5 separate regions of the Mus musculus genome follow, and regions 2, 3, 4 and 5 are each linked to region 1. The links are chromatin contacts, called in public ChIA-PET and promoter capture Hi-C maps. All regions are on one chromosome and are shown on one strand. Each heading gives the region's core, a stretch centred on a gene start, on an enhancer-like site or on the middle of the called end of the contact. The rest is flanking DNA. Distances are from core to core; before and after follow the strand shown.

What was found. Promoter capture Hi-C pulls out the DNA fragments that hold promoters and counts their contacts. ChIA-PET counts read pairs in DNA pulled down with a chosen protein or histone mark.
Region 2: a contact with region 1 is called in a promoter capture Hi-C map of pre-B cells, with 6 times the contacts expected there. The contact joins the promoter of Trpc4ap here to the promoter of Cnbd2 in region 1. A contact is called at or near these places in 9 of 39 promoter capture datasets (the 3T3-L1 cell line, the HPC-7 cell line, cranial neural crest and 5 more), 1 of 484 Hi-C or Micro-C datasets (CD4 T cells) and 2 of 115 datasets of contacts at active chromatin or transcription factors (bone marrow-derived macrophages and memory CD8 T cells).
Region 3: a contact with region 1 is called in an RNA polymerase II ChIA-PET map of effector CD8 T cells, with 8 read pairs. The contact joins the promoter of Tgif2 here to the promoter of Cnbd2 in region 1. A contact is called at or near these places in 8 of 39 promoter capture datasets (the 3T3-L1 cell line, 3T3-L1-derived adipocytes, the HPC-7 cell line and 4 more), 1 of 484 Hi-C or Micro-C datasets (embryonic stem cells), 2 of 115 datasets of contacts at active chromatin or transcription factors (effector CD8 T cells and memory CD8 T cells) and 1 of 9 other capture datasets (pancreatic islet).
Region 4: a contact with region 1 is called in a promoter capture Hi-C map of the SN4741 cell line, with 3 times the contacts expected there. The contact joins the promoter of Acss2os here to the promoter of Cnbd2 in region 1. A contact is called at or near these places in 8 of 39 promoter capture datasets (the C10 cell line, the SN4741 cell line, cranial neural crest and 4 more) and 3 of 115 datasets of contacts at active chromatin or transcription factors (large pre-B cells, memory CD8 T cells and thymic regulatory T cells).
Region 5: a contact with region 1 is called in an RNA polymerase II ChIA-PET map of memory CD8 T cells, with 11 read pairs. The contact joins the promoter of Ndrg3 here to the promoter of Cnbd2 in region 1. A contact is called at or near these places in 2 of 484 Hi-C or Micro-C datasets (B cells and cerebellum) and 3 of 115 datasets of contacts at active chromatin or transcription factors (memory CD8 T cells, pancreatic cancer cells and thymic regulatory T cells).

The regions. Positions count from the first base shown.
Region 1 is chr2:156,311,046-156,313,745 of GRCm38.p6, reverse strand. Cnbd2 (cyclic nucleotide binding domain containing 2) reads right to left here and starts at 1,273. Exons shown (of 13, transcript NM_027585.2): 1 at 947-1,273. The coding sequence starts at 1,213. Scand1 (SCAN domain-containing 1) reads left to right here and starts at 1,042. Exons shown (of 2, transcript NM_020255.3): 1 at 1,042-1,244; 2 at 1,344-1,900. The coding sequence starts at 1,398. The coding sequence ends at 1,826.
Region 2 is chr2:155,691,061-155,693,760 of GRCm38.p6, reverse strand. It overlaps Trpc4ap (transient receptor potential cation channel, subfamily C, member 4 associated protein), which reads left to right and starts at 1,377. Exons shown (of 19, transcript NM_001163452.1): 1 at 1,377-1,622. The coding sequence starts at 1,455.
Region 3 is chr2:156,838,712-156,841,411 of GRCm38.p6, reverse strand. It overlaps Tgif2 (TGFB-induced factor homeobox 2), which reads right to left and starts at 1,405. Exons shown (of 3, transcript NM_173396.3): 1 at 1,174-1,405. It overlaps LOC115486128, which reads left to right and starts at 164. Exons shown (of 5, transcript XM_030252280.1): 1 at 164-230; 2 at 413-1,696. The coding sequence starts at 164.
Region 4 is chr2:155,555,495-155,558,194 of GRCm38.p6, reverse strand. It overlaps Acss2os (acyl-CoA synthetase short-chain family member 2, opposite strand), which reads left to right and starts at 1,265. Exons shown (of 4, transcript NR_040613.1): 1 at 1,265-1,396; 2 at 2,575-2,692. Acss2 (acyl-CoA synthetase short-chain family member 2) reads right to left here. Exons shown (of 18, transcript NM_019811.3): 8 at 2,204-2,341; 9 at 1,692-1,862; 10 at 1,284-1,417; 11 at 966-1,098; 12 at 829-885; 13 at 566-646.
Region 5 is chr2:156,990,836-156,993,535 of GRCm38.p6, reverse strand. It overlaps Ndrg3 (N-myc downstream regulated gene 3), which reads left to right and starts at 1,425. Exons shown (of 16, transcript NM_013865.2): 1 at 1,425-1,537.

The sequences.
Region 1 (2,700 bases), core at 24-2,523:
AATTTAAAAATTTCAAAGTAGTTGTATTTTAAAAGTAAAAAGACACAGGTAAAATTTAATAATATAGTTTATTTGACCCCCATATATACAAAATTACATAACATACTCAAATATGTAATAAATACAAAATATTTTTCTTTTCCTACAGACACATGCGTAATTCTACATTTTAATACATCTCAATTTCGGGGTATTTACCTTTCAAAGATTCAGTAAATACAAGAAGCTAATGGCCACCATCTGGGACATCGTTAATTACAGTTTACTTATTAAACTTTTTTCAAAGATGTATTTACTTATTTTATGTATTCACCGCTGTTCTTTTCAGACACACCAGAAGAGGGCATCAGAGCCCATTGTAGATGTAAGCCACCATGTGGTTGCTGGGAATTGAACTCAGGACCTCTGGAAGAGGAGTCAGTGCTCTTAACTACTGAGCCATCTCTCCAGCCCCCCACTTATTAATCTTAAAGTTAAAGTAGTACCCACTGAATCTCTTTCTCTTGGTTTTCGAGGACAAGCAAAAACAATGACAAAGAAGCCCTGAGCACTTGTTTGGGGGCAGGAAAGTCTGAAGACTCTTGCCCAAATACTTTGTCCTTCTCAAAATAAAGTGAAATCAATTGCACCTATGCAGGCGACAGTATATGTGTGTGTGTGTGTGTGTGTGTGTGTGTGTGTGTGTGTGTGTGTGTGTGTGTTTAATGAGATTCTCAGCTCAATTTATAGCTCAGGAGGTGTCCTTTAGCTCTAGGATTACGGGCTTGAGAGATCTTTTTAAAAGTAATTGGAGCCCCTGTCCCGCTGTCCCACCCAGGGCATCCGCCCAAGCTCCGACAATCCCCTAGCCAACCATCACCCTCCTTTACCCAGGACTGTCAGCGCTACCCCCAGATCCTGCCTGGTCAAGTAGGGACCAGCATCTACCCTAGGAGGCGCAGGTCACCTGCACGCCAGGGCGGTCCTTCGGTTGGGGTGTCTCCGCCTTTATCTCCTTAATCGAGGCCGGACTCTCCTTGTCTTCCTCTGATCTGGAATCCGATCCCGACTCAGATTTCGACTCTGTCGTGTCCGACTTGTCCGCCGGCTCCAATGGGGACCTTGCAGTGCCGCCATCCTTAGTGTCAGTAGAGCTGATGTCTACGGACTTCCCCAGATCAAACTTCACGTGACTGGTAGAGGAGGCGGCTTCCGGATTCGCGGATCGGTTCATTTCCGGCCACCGAGGAGCTTCGCGGGTCGAGGTAAGCTGGGCTTGCCCGCAGCCTGTCCTGAGTCCGCGTCCCGCTGGGGTGCCCGGGCCCTGCCCTTCAGCGGCCCTCTGTTACCTCCTTCCGGTGCAGACGCAGGCGAGGCGCCGGACTGCGAAACAAAGGGGGACGCCAACAGCCGTAGTCATGGCGGCGCCGCAGCCCAGCCAGGACCCCCAAAGCCCCGCGGCGCCTCCCGAGCAGCAGGAAGGAGCCGGCGACTGTGCGGCCCCGTCGCCCGATTCCGGGAGCTCCCCGGCCCCGGAGCTCCCCGGCGCGCCCGCAGCTTTGAACACGGCGCCCTACGCTGACGCCGCCCTGCGGCCCGGAGCCTCTCGGCCCGGCCCCGAGACCTTTCGCCAGCGCTTCCGGCAGTTTCGCTACCAGGACGCGGCCGGGCCCCGGGAAGCCTTCCGGCAGCTGCGGGAGCTGTCCCGCCAGTGGCTGCGGCCGGACATCCGCACCAAGGAGCAGATCGTGGAGATGCTGGTGCAGGAGCAGCTGCAGGCCATTCTACCGGAGGCGGCCCGGGCTCGGCGGCTGCGGCGCCGCGCGGACGTGCGCATCACCGGCTGAGCGGCGGAGCCTGGGGCTCCCTGGACTGACACCCTACCCCTGAGTTAATAAAAGTTGAATTTTGACAGCTCCCATGTCTGCTGTGTCTTGCGTTCGTTCTTTATTTATTGGGTTTATTTTACGAACTTGTTGCCCACCTTTCCAGCTGATAGCTAGAGGATTCTGGGAACCTGTAAGATTAAGGCTTTTGATTAGCTATTCCTGGACCACTGCATTTGCGCGAAGCTGTGCCCTTAGGCAGGAAATCTACCTAGATCTAGACCACATTCAGTTTTTCTAAACCTGCATGAGTTTTGTTTTGCAAAAGGCCATGTTAATGAGGTTTCAGTTTTCTAGCCTTCTATTCTCCCCTCTGCCTCACACTATCTAGTATCCGAGCTTCAGCAGATGGCAGTACACAGCGGTTTCGAAGCTGAGCAGTAAAATAACTGGCCCTATTAAATGCTTTATTTAGTTGGTTGTTGTGACTCATACTTTAAACCTCAGCACTCAGGAAGCAGAGGCAGGAGGGTCTCTGAGGCCAGCCTGGTTTTTACATAGTGTGTTCCAGCCAGGGCTATGTAGACCCTCTCAAAAACAAACTCAAGCAACAGAACTGATATTGCCAAGGAAAGCGAACTCTCGTTTCACTTTATGCTTAAAGATCAGTAACTGGAATCAGTACAACTGGACAACAGTGTTTTCCCAGTAATCTTGTTGGAAATAGCCTCTTCTTCCAACGGTTACCTGGTAAGTTTTTTTTTTGAAAACAGCTTTTCTCAGTTTTTCTTTTGAGAAGTTGATGTGTACTTTACATAATTTCCACTTAACTTCTCCATCTCATATGACCTCTACTTTCACATTTGTTAGACACACACACAGAGTATCCAGTGTC
Region 2 (2,700 bases), core at 128-2,627, 620 kb after region 1:
TGAAAAACAAAAACAAAAAAACCCCAAAACAACAAAAAAAATTACATTTAAAGTGTGTGTGTGTGAGAGAGAGAGAGAGGGAGAGGGAGAGGGAGAGGGAGAGGGAGAGGGAGAGGGAGAGGGAGAGGGAGAGGGAGAGGGAGAGGGAGAGGGAGAGGGAGAGAGAGATTGATTAGAGGGCAGTTTGGAGGAATTATTTTCTCCTTTCACCAACATGGGTTCATTGGACCCAACAACTTAGGTCGTCAGTTTTGGCAGCCAGTGCTTCTACCCACTGACTCATCTCTCCTTATCCTATTTTCTTTGTCTTAAACCAGGTCACCAGGCAGTGATCTGCTGGAGCGAGTGGGAGCCACACCTTGCAAGTAGCATGCAGATGTCAGTCACAGTCTAGTTTGCCTTGGCAGCGATCTCAAATGCCTGCTGTTGTTCCACTGCAAGTTACTTATTACATCATTTCACTTTTTAAGGACTTTTGGTTTGGGCAACAAATTATAGCCACCTTAGTTACAAGTAGCAAACTTCATGGCATCCTAATTTGGCACACTCAACTTATTTTTGTTACAAGATAGCCTCCTAGAAGAGAAAGTGGGGAGAGTCAGCACCACCCTGCTTCCGAGGTTTGTCGGAGCCAGTGAATTCAGTTCTACTTGCGGGGAAAATGAGGGCAATATTCTATTTGATAGGGGATACAGTTTGCCAAATAAATAACTACATTTGTTTGTGTGGATTAGCTGTGGTCCCCTGAAACCCTCGTCCCCTAACAGGGCCCTCTGCTGTTCTGCTTATCACCTCGCCCTCCACCTCACCTATATATTCAGTATGAGGAGTACAGCTGGTGCCTTTAGGAACTATTTTTTGACATCTATCTGTAAATGAAATATTTTTCGCCATTTTCTTCGAATAAGCAATAGCATTGATGGTCCTTTACGTCTCATTTACATAAAGCACATATTTGTTAATTGTAATAAAAATATTAGTTGACTAGTCTGGCTCCCAGGACCTAAATATTGAATGGACTGAGGGCTAGGGGTAATGTGTAGTGACTTGGCTAAAGTCAATTGTAAAAGGAAGGGGACACGTGTCAAGTGTCAACTCTGGCCTAGGGCCTAGAATTTTTCCCTGGACACTGGGCTTGCATCATTTCCAGCTAGCGAAAATTTTGAGAGCTTGTGCACATAGTGACTGGTTTTCCACTTGGAGCAACCTCGAAGAAATGCTGGAGGTATCCCACTCAGCAAACTGGAGGGCCAGGAAGAGCCACATCTCAGCTACCTGCTCCCCCTCGGTAAAGACTACAGTTCCCATAAGGCGTCGGGGCACGCACAGTCCCTGCCACGCGGCTTGCACCTCCGCGTCAGTCCACTAGGGGCGATGTAGAGAGTCCTCCGCCGCCCCGTAGAAATCGACACGGCTCCGGGACCGCTTGCTTCCTGTTTGTCGGACGAGGAGACATGGCGGCAGCGCCCGCAGCGGCTGGAGCTGGGGCCAGCCGGGGGAGGCGGTTGGCAGCTACCGCGGCGGCGTGGGGCGGCTGGGGAGGTCGACCGCGGCCGGGTAACATCCTGCTGCAGCTGCGGCAGGGCCAGCTCACCGGCCGAGGCCTGGTCCGGGCGGTGCAGGTACGAGGCCGGCCCGGAGGGGCGGGGCGGGGCGGGCCAGGCTGGAGCTGGCCAGGGGCCGGGGAAGAGGCCTTTCCAGGCCGCTGCGGACCGTCCAGATCCCCCTTGGCTGGCCGCGGCGCTGTCCTGTGTGCGGTCCGGACGCTGTCAGCCGCGTTGGGACGGAGGGCAGTGGCCAGCTTGGAGGCCTGCGGGTCTGGGCCGAGTGGAGTCGAGCTGCCTGGGGTATTGATGGCGCGTCTAAGCCCTGGGCCGAGTTTCTAGATCCTCATTTCCCTGCGCCACGTCTGCGTGTCTGGAGGACCTTGGCGAGTTGGCTTCATCTTCTACTGGTCTCGTGTTTGCCCCTTGTGAGCAGGACGGGGTCCTCTTCACTGCAGCGCCCCCCCGCCCCCAAACGGTTCCCAAGCTTATGATAAATGTCATCTTCCCAGAGGCCTCAACGTTCCTCCTCCTTTTCTAAAGTAGGCCCCCCGGTTGTTATTCTATCAGATCACCCAATTCGTTTTCTGATGCTCTATTTTCTTTGCCTGTAATTGCATATTTCTTTGTTGTCTGCCCTTTCACGCCTGTATCTCACATTAGGCTGAGCTCCAACGGGTGCAGAAGACTCTTTTACTAGCGTAGGGATACATGCTTTGGGGGAAGAACTTTAGTTCAAAGCCCTATTCTCTTTCTCCCTCGGGCAAGTTACCTTTCAGGGCCGTTGTTTACTCATTTAATTCACCCTTTAAGGCTATTGTCAAATTCAGAGGAGATAGATGTGTCAAGTGTTAGTGTATTTCAGGTGCATATAAGGGCTGAAGGGTAATCAGTTATTGTTCTGTTTAGTGTCTAGCTTATTAAGTGTAATGATTGATGTCCTATACATGTGGTGGTGTAGGGTGTGTGTCTGTGTGTTGCGGGGGAGGGGGGTGTATAGGGCACAACCTTAGAATAAATAGATGAGGATAGGTGACTCCTCTCACTTTTTCTTCTTTCTCCCAGGTGATCCCAGAACTTACTTTGAAAACATTAGCTTAATTTCAAGATAGCTTTGTATATAGTTTTGAGGACTACATAAGGAACCAAACAGTGT
Region 3 (2,700 bases), core at 156-2,655, 530 kb before region 1:
ACTCCCACAACACCATCTGCAGCCACTCCCACAGGAACTTTCTGACAACTCGCCCAGCTCCAGATACAATCCCCCGGGCCGCACACTGAGGCTGGAGTTCCCAGCAGTTCACACAAAGCGCGCAGCCTCCCCCGCGGCCCAGACGCAACGGAGCACATGGCTCATGGGGCGCCGACGAATCCGCCGGCGCTCAAGGCACCCTCACTCAACTGTCCCCCACCAGAGTCACGGTGCGAGCAACAGCTCCCCTGTCGGTCCGCCACCCGGCGCTTGGGGGTTGGGGGGGGGGGACGACTTTGCAAGGAAAAAAAAAAAACTCACGTGTCCATTTTGGGACAGGAAAAAGTTTAGTTCCCAGCCCGTTCCCTGGTACTCCGCGCAGGGTGACTCTTGGGGCGCGGGGCCGCCGGAGCGTGCGCGCTCGGCTTTGTGCTCCGAACTCGGCCCGGAGGGGGAGGGGAAAAGAGGGGGCTGGGCTCCAACCTCCGCGCCGCCCCCCCCCCCCAACTCTGCGCCTGGACTCCATGTTGGCCGCCCCCCCTACATCGGGGACGCGCACAGCCCCCGCAAGACGCTCGGCTGCCCTTCGCCTGGTCCCGGGGTCCCGGCGCGCACAAACTTTCTCCGCGTCGCCAGCCCCACGCGCCCCACAGCCTTGGCCCGCCTGGGAGTGACAGATGCCTCGGAGACAGACTTTCCTTTGTTCCAAAGGAAAGGGGAACTCGCGCGGGCTCCCAAGCCCTCTCCGTCGGAGCCCCGCCCGCGGCCCCCACCTCCAGCTGTCACTCGGCGGCCCCCGGTCCCGCTCTGTCGCCGTGCGGGAGGGGGGGGGGCTGCCGGCGGTTAGCAACGTGCACTTTTGAAACCAAACAAACCCGCTCCCCGCGCGCTCACCCCGCTGCAGGGCACCGGCTGCCCTCTCCCAGAGGAGCTTTGGGAGCTTTGGGAGCCGAGCCCTCCCTCAAGGACCCCGAACAGCGCCCCCCCCGCCAACCCCGGCATTCCGCGCCAGCGTTCCGCGGTCCCGACTCACACACACCCCCGGGGCTCACACACCCACTGTCGCACGCGCCGGGACGACGCCCCCTCCCCCGCCCCGTCGCCCCAAGAAACTTTCCAAGTTGTCCGCGCGCCTCCTCCCGCGTCTCCAGCCCCTCGGCGCCCCGCACTCACCTTCCCTGGCGGCTTTCCGGCCCACGCGGCCTCGGTGGGGTGTGGGACCACCCGGCCGGGGCGGGGGGCACCGGGGGAACGCGCCGCGTACCTGCCGGGTCTGACACCCGCCTGACAGCTCGCGGCTGGAAAGCACCTCGCGACCTGACGTCAGATCCCCTCTCCTCCCATCCCGCCTGCCGCACCCTCCCCCACCGCCCCGAGGCAGAAACAAACTTTGTGCAGAGCGTGGCCAGCTACGCCCACCCTCGGGGGCGGGCCCGCAGAGCCAGGGGGCTTCGCCCCGCCCACGCGTCGGAGGGGGCGGGCCCGCGGCACCTCCTTCCTGCGCCCACCCACCTTAGGAATGCCGCATGGCCGGGGCCCGGGGCGGAGCGGTGGGACCAGGGCTCCCGGAGTCAGCTCCAGGGCAGGAAGTGGCCCGCTCCTCCTTTCAGAGAGTGTTTCCGGAGCGCCTACTGTGTGCTCCTCCATGGGGGTGGGGGCACTACCAGGCACAAAGGGTGCCAGTCCCCGTACCTTTGTAAGTTCGCCTCCTCCTCTGGGAGCTTGCCCTTGTGGGGATGGGGAAACTGAGGCTCAGTCGGCTCAGAGTAACTCCCAGGTGCTAAAGGACCAGTTGTTTTGTCCGCTCATAAGGCAAACGGCGCGGCGAAGACCACTTGGGATAAAACCCCAAGCCTAGCGCAGATGGTCGGCCAGGGGTGAGTACAGGCTGCACCCCAGGAGCGTGAGTGAGGCAGGCACCGTGTCGCAATTTGGAGGTGGCCGCATTTACTCGCTGGTCCCTGCCTTACCACGTGTGCCAGTGTCCTTTGGCCAGGTGGGTCTGATGATAGAGCCGAGCCTTTCCCTTGGTGGCTAACCCCAGTTGGAGAGGGTGAGGCTAGGCGCTTCCAGCGGTCCAGGCTAGGGTCATTTTACCTCAAGTTTTCCTTGCGTCCAAGTTCCCTGACTGTTTGTCTGTCTCTTGCTATCTGCATAAGTGTGGCATAGCCTAACTCCAGCTAACAGGCCTTTTCTGGGTTTGTGATCATATAGGCCCAGAAACCTGAGACCCACGTGCCAGAACCAACAGCATCCGAACAGTCTTCCCTGATTGTTATTTTTTTTAATGCTGTTATCTTCTAATCATTTTACTGTTGAGTTTGGGTCTTGGGTCAGACTTAAGAGTGGCGCACCTGCTGCAGCTAAGTGACAGAGACAACAGCTGTCATTGCTGCAGCAGACTCAAGCTTTTGTTTTTCGTTGTACTGTAGTCACAAAAACTTTGGCAACCAAAGTTAAGTTTTCCTACCAGAAGGCCCTAAGCCAGTCAGGATGCCGATTAAAAGCATCTTAAGGTGGGTTTCATAGAAGCCGGACTTGCCTGGAAATCCTTGAAACCAAGATGGCCATCCAAAATCAAAAACATTGCCCAGAACCCTCTTTTTTACTGATGGTGACACCAAGTCTCAGAGAGTTGGTCACAAGCAATTTCTTAGCCAAGTCATATTCCAGCCACAGACCTTTGAAAGAATGAAGGAG
Region 4 (2,700 bases), core at 16-2,515, 760 kb after region 1:
TAATCAAAAGAATTCTGTGCCAGCAGAATTCTAGATTGAGTTAGAAAGCTTAGATTCCTGCCTTTGTTACTAATGTGATTTTGGAAAAGGGAAATGAGATTGAGATCTGACAGGTACTAGCCACAAAGACAGCAGCAGCTAACATTTAAGAACACTAACTATGCAGTTCCAGACTAACCCTTTTGTATGGATTATCTAATTTAATAAAATGTAGGAGATAAAAGTACTATTTTTTAAAGACTTAAATTACATTCAAAGACAATAGGTAACAGCTTATCTGAAGTCACAGAAAATCAGGGTCTGAATACAGGCAGGCTGACTCCAGAGCCTACATGATTAGTCTTTAAGGTACAAAGACTCTTTTTTCTAAAAATGGACATCAAGGGAAGGATTAAGACTAAGTTCTCCTGACTCCAAAAATTTATCATCACGAATCTTGGGTGTTTCTCAGCAGAGGACAAACTCTCAACAGTATTAGCAACTACCAGGGAAGATAAGGTTATAAACTCTAAAACAAAGTATCCTTAGCAGATGCTTTCTTCTCCCAAAGATGCCAGATTCTCACCAGATAACCTTCAGCTTCCCCTTCCAGCTCCTCCCCGGACTCATTCAGGATTGCAGGCGCTACACCGAAGAATGGGAAAGACTGAAAGCAAATGAGAGGCGCAATCCAAGAAGGAAAAATGAGGCAACTCTGTCTCAGCTTCACACAGAGCCCCAGAGCCCCAAATTCCTCCCAGCTCTCAGGCCAGAACCCTACTCTAATAGGCTAACACCCCCACATCCTATCCCTGCCAAGCCTAGGACCAGAAGAAGCACTTTACTCACAGCAGAACCAGGTTTCATGGGTGTGGCGCCAGGGAGAGGGGTCAGCATATGGCCACCCTGTGGAAGTCAGAGGTCAGGAATTGAATCTCTTTTCCTACACTGTCCCTAATCCCTAGCCTCCTGAATCCCTTACTCACTGTTTCTGTTTGCCAGAAGGTGTCTACAATGGGGCAGCGCTGGGAACCTACTACCCGGTGGTACCATAGCCAGGCTTCAGGGTTGATGGGTTCACCTACTGTGCCCAGCACCTGCAGGGATGCCCGGCTATGCCTTGAGCAGGAGAGTGGAAGAGAGGAAAATTCTGAGAACCACTAGGAGCCAAAATGCACATGCAGTCAGAGTTCCTTTGCCCCTCCCCTATCCCAGGAAGTTGGGACAATAGAAGAAAACATCACAAAGGACCGTGCTCAGCTCTGAAGGACACCTATGGGACAACAGATGGGGAAGGGTCTTACTTGGTGACAGGATCATCTCCAAACTTCATGAGCATCCGGATGGCTGTTGGTGCCGTGTAGAACTTGGTCACCTTGTATTTGTCCACAATGCTCCACAAGCGCCCTTCATCTGGGTATGTGGGGATCCCCTCAAACTGACCCGAATGAGATCTGGTTATTTTGGGCTCTTCCCAATAGTCTTTCCATTCCCTACCACTCCCTCACGTTCAGGATTCACCCTTTATGACCAACTGTATCTTTACCCTCTGACCACACAAGTCAAGAAACATCGTAGTAGGATACACAACCCCTCAAAATTCCTCTTTCTCCAGGAAGTGGGTTCCTGTATAAGTTTCCCTTCTTTAGACTAAGAAGCTTTGGGAAATGGTCACCCAGGAGAATTTTGTCTATGCCCAGCTCCCATCTCACCAAAACACTAGTGGCACCATTAGCCAGTGGCCCATAGGTGACATAGGAATGACCAGTGATCCAGCCGATGTCTGCTGTGCACCAGAACACATCTTCCGGGTGGAAATCAAACACATACTTGAAAGTTGTAGCCACATAGAGCATATAGCCTCCAATTGTGTGCACCACACCCTGTGGGGAGAATGGGGCCTCAGGCTGGGGTTGTGTGTCCTCCTCTACTGACCAACAAATAGAGCCTGCACAGAGCTGGAAAAAGATCCTTCTTAAAGATTTTAATTTTTCCAATGCCCTTTCACAGCATCTGTCTCGCTTCAATCTCCTTTACCACACCCTGATGTCACATAAGTATACTGAGCACTCACATTCTTAGGTTGTGTATCTGAGTCACCCATTATCACTCGAATTCCCAGTACTCATTCTACTGTTTCTGTTGGTCACTCCAAGCTTCCTTGGAGACTCGCTTCTCACCTTTACATACACACATGCACACACACACACACACACACACTTGCCTTAGGTTTGCCTGTGGAGCCACTGGTGTACAAGATGAAGAGTGGGTCCTCAGCATCACACCACTCAGGCTCACACTCGTCTCCTGCCTGCTGCATGAGTTCATGCCACCATAAGTCAACCCCTTCGTTCCAGCAGATCTGGGGGAAGACAGGAATGGGCAGGGAAGAACTGTGAGGCAGGGACAGCCTACCTGGTACCTGGAGGTTAAGGCCCTACATGTAGGGGTAAAGGAAAGGGAGGGGCCTTCATGGGTACAATGGGGCAGAGAGAACTGATCACTCTGCCATTCTCGCTCTTCCTCTACCCCAGACTCCTGCTTACCTGGCTTACTCTGAAGAATGCCACTTTCTGGCTCCTTCGTGTCTTGCAGCTCTCAGCTCAAATGCTACCTTCTTAGAAGACTCCCCTGAACAGTAGCTGACACCCCCATCCCTCCTGTTGTTATTATTCATCACACCTGGTTTATTCCCTACAACACATATTTTCAGGTATTTTC
Region 5 (2,700 bases), core at 176-2,675, 680 kb before region 1:
TACTGAGGGTAAACTTGCAGTTCAGTGCTTTGTTAACAGTTAAATATAAATCATGTGGGGGCTGGTGAGATGGCTCAGTGGGTAAGAGCACCCGACTGCTCTTCCGAAGGTCCAGAGTTCAAATCCCAGCAACCACATGGTGGCTCACAACCATCTGTAACGAGATCTGACGCCCTCTTCTGGTGTGTCTGAAGACAGCTACAGTGTACTTACATGTAATAAATAAATCTTAAAAAAAAAAAAATATAAATCATGTAATAAAATGCCTTCAATACTAGTTTTGCCTTCATTCAGATTGGCTTGGGCCTGGCCTGGGTTTGTTTAATTTTACCCTTCTAGGTAGACAGTTCACTGAAGGAAGATGGCAGAAACTGATAATAGGCCAACCTACCTAATGCTACAACCCTTTAATAACATAAGTTGCTCATGTTGAGGTGAGCCCCAGACACACAATTATCTGTTGTTCCTTTATAACTAATTTGCTAGTGTTATGAATCAAATATAAATATCTGATATGTAAGCCCTGTGAAAGAGTCAGCTCCCAAAGGTATGGTGACCCTTGTGCCATAGAGGAGTGCTGTTTCCCAGCTTCTCTCATGGCTTGTTCAGCTTGCTTTGTTATCCCCTCCAGGGCCACCTACCCATAGTAGGCTGGGTGCTCCCATTATCAGTCATTACTAAGAAAATACACTACACAGTCCAATTTACTAGGGGCCTTTTCTCAACTGAGATTCTCTTCCCAAATTACTTTATTTCAAATTGACATAAAAGTTGCCAGCACATGCAGGCAACGTTTTGATTCTAGTCTGGAGAGATGACTTAGTGTTTAGATGTGCACTGTTCGTAGAGAGGACTGGAATTCATGTCTGTAATCTCCCATTTCAACATTCTGCAGCTGTCTTTAGTAGGAATCTGCTACATTTATATGAACATCACTGCCCTGCACAGATGCTCGTATATGCACAATTAACAATGAAAATCTTTAATTGTTGAGTCAATAATATGTTCAGTCGTTTTTTGTTTGTTTTGTGTGAAGTAACCAACTCTCTTGTTCTACTCAAGAAGGAAATAATATGGCTGCCATTTGTAAAAGATGGAAGAGGACTAGGAATTTGATTCCTGGAAATCGAATCCCTGAGGCTCAGGAGTGCCAGATGATCTTGAGTGTAGCTTTAAACCTTGTTAAAACAAGTATGTCATGGCCCATAAGAGCTTACTAATAATTCAACCATGAGGGAGAGGTAGGTGTGCAGAGAAAACATTTCACATCCCCTCCTGGCAGTTCTGAGCAACAGCCTCCGGGACACCGCAAGAAGAAAAACTACAGCCAAGATGGCGCTGCTAGAGACTCTGTAGGCCTGACCACCATTTTGTCTGTAGTTCCTAGCGTAAGCAGGCGCGTTGCGCATGCGTAAACCCCCGGCATCCTCAGCGCGCCTGCGCTGCGCAGCGCCCCCCCTCCTTGCTGCTGCTGCTGCTGCTGCTGCTGCTGCTGCCGCTGCTGCTGTAGATTGACGGCCCCGCGCTAGCGCTTCAGGTGAGTGAGCGCCTCTACCACAGCGGGCGGAGGGCGCGCCGCGCGGTACGCCCGCCCGGGTGTCGCTCCTCTGTGCGCTGCGGACCGATGGCCACGCGACCAGCCCCGGGTCCTCGCGGTCGGCCTTCTCTGAGCCCCCCGAGCCTATCGCGTTCAGCCCGGCCTCCCGCGCCCCTGCCGGTACCTAGTCGGCGGAGGGCAGCGTGTGACCTGTTGGGGTCCGGCGTCGCTACAGAGGTCTGCACCCTCCGTCGCTGGAACCCCCTGAGGCTGTCACCCGTTCTCCGCCTCTCACGGCGGAGCACGGAGCTCCTAGAGCTGAGCATCCACCTACCCCGTTGCCCCTCACAGCCCAGAGAGTTTTGACAGGGGCCTGGACTCGCCTTCTGTGGGTTTCTTCCCAAAGCCACAGAGGCACTCTTCTCTCCTGGGACCACAGGACCACGGTTTGTCTAAAGCCCACTTTGTAGCCAAAGAAACTGAGGCACGGAGAGGTGAAATGTCGCGTCCAAGGTCATGCAACTGACAAGTGACACGGCCAGCTCTCTTAACTCAGAGGCGGTGGGGCTTTCACAGCCAGAGCTGGTGGGGTTTGACCTTGTATCTTTAAATTTGGGGCGGTGGGGAATACACTTGTCATTTATCTAGAGTTGCTTTTAAAGGTCGTAAAAGTGGGCTACGAATAGAATTATCTTCTGGTCAGTACGGTGGAAATGCTGTTGTGATAACAATCGCGATGTTAACGTGAACTGGCTCCCTCCCAAATACTCGCTTTGTGCCAGGGATCTTGCTAAAGGTTTTATTAAGATCGGTTCACCTTTGTACCTCGCTGCTTCCCTATCCAGTGCTTTCTCCCTTCTTTTTCTCGAAGCCGTTTTTTCCCCCTGCAGAGCTCTCCTGCATGTCACAGGTAGACTTGGAGCCTCATGGCTTAAGCTGAGAGGCTCTCCCCTGTGGCTCCCTGGTAGAACACAGTAAGCCTCTCCTGCGTCAACCCCACTCCCCTCCCCCAGGGTGTCCCCCCCCCAGCCCCCCAAGGTATAATTAGCATTTCTTTTCTAGCTGTCAGGACTAGGCTGGCTGGGCTGGCTGGACTTGTGGAGGTGACAGAGCAGATTTAGCCAGTATCACCTCTTTTTGGGACTTTCTGGCTCTGCTCCAAA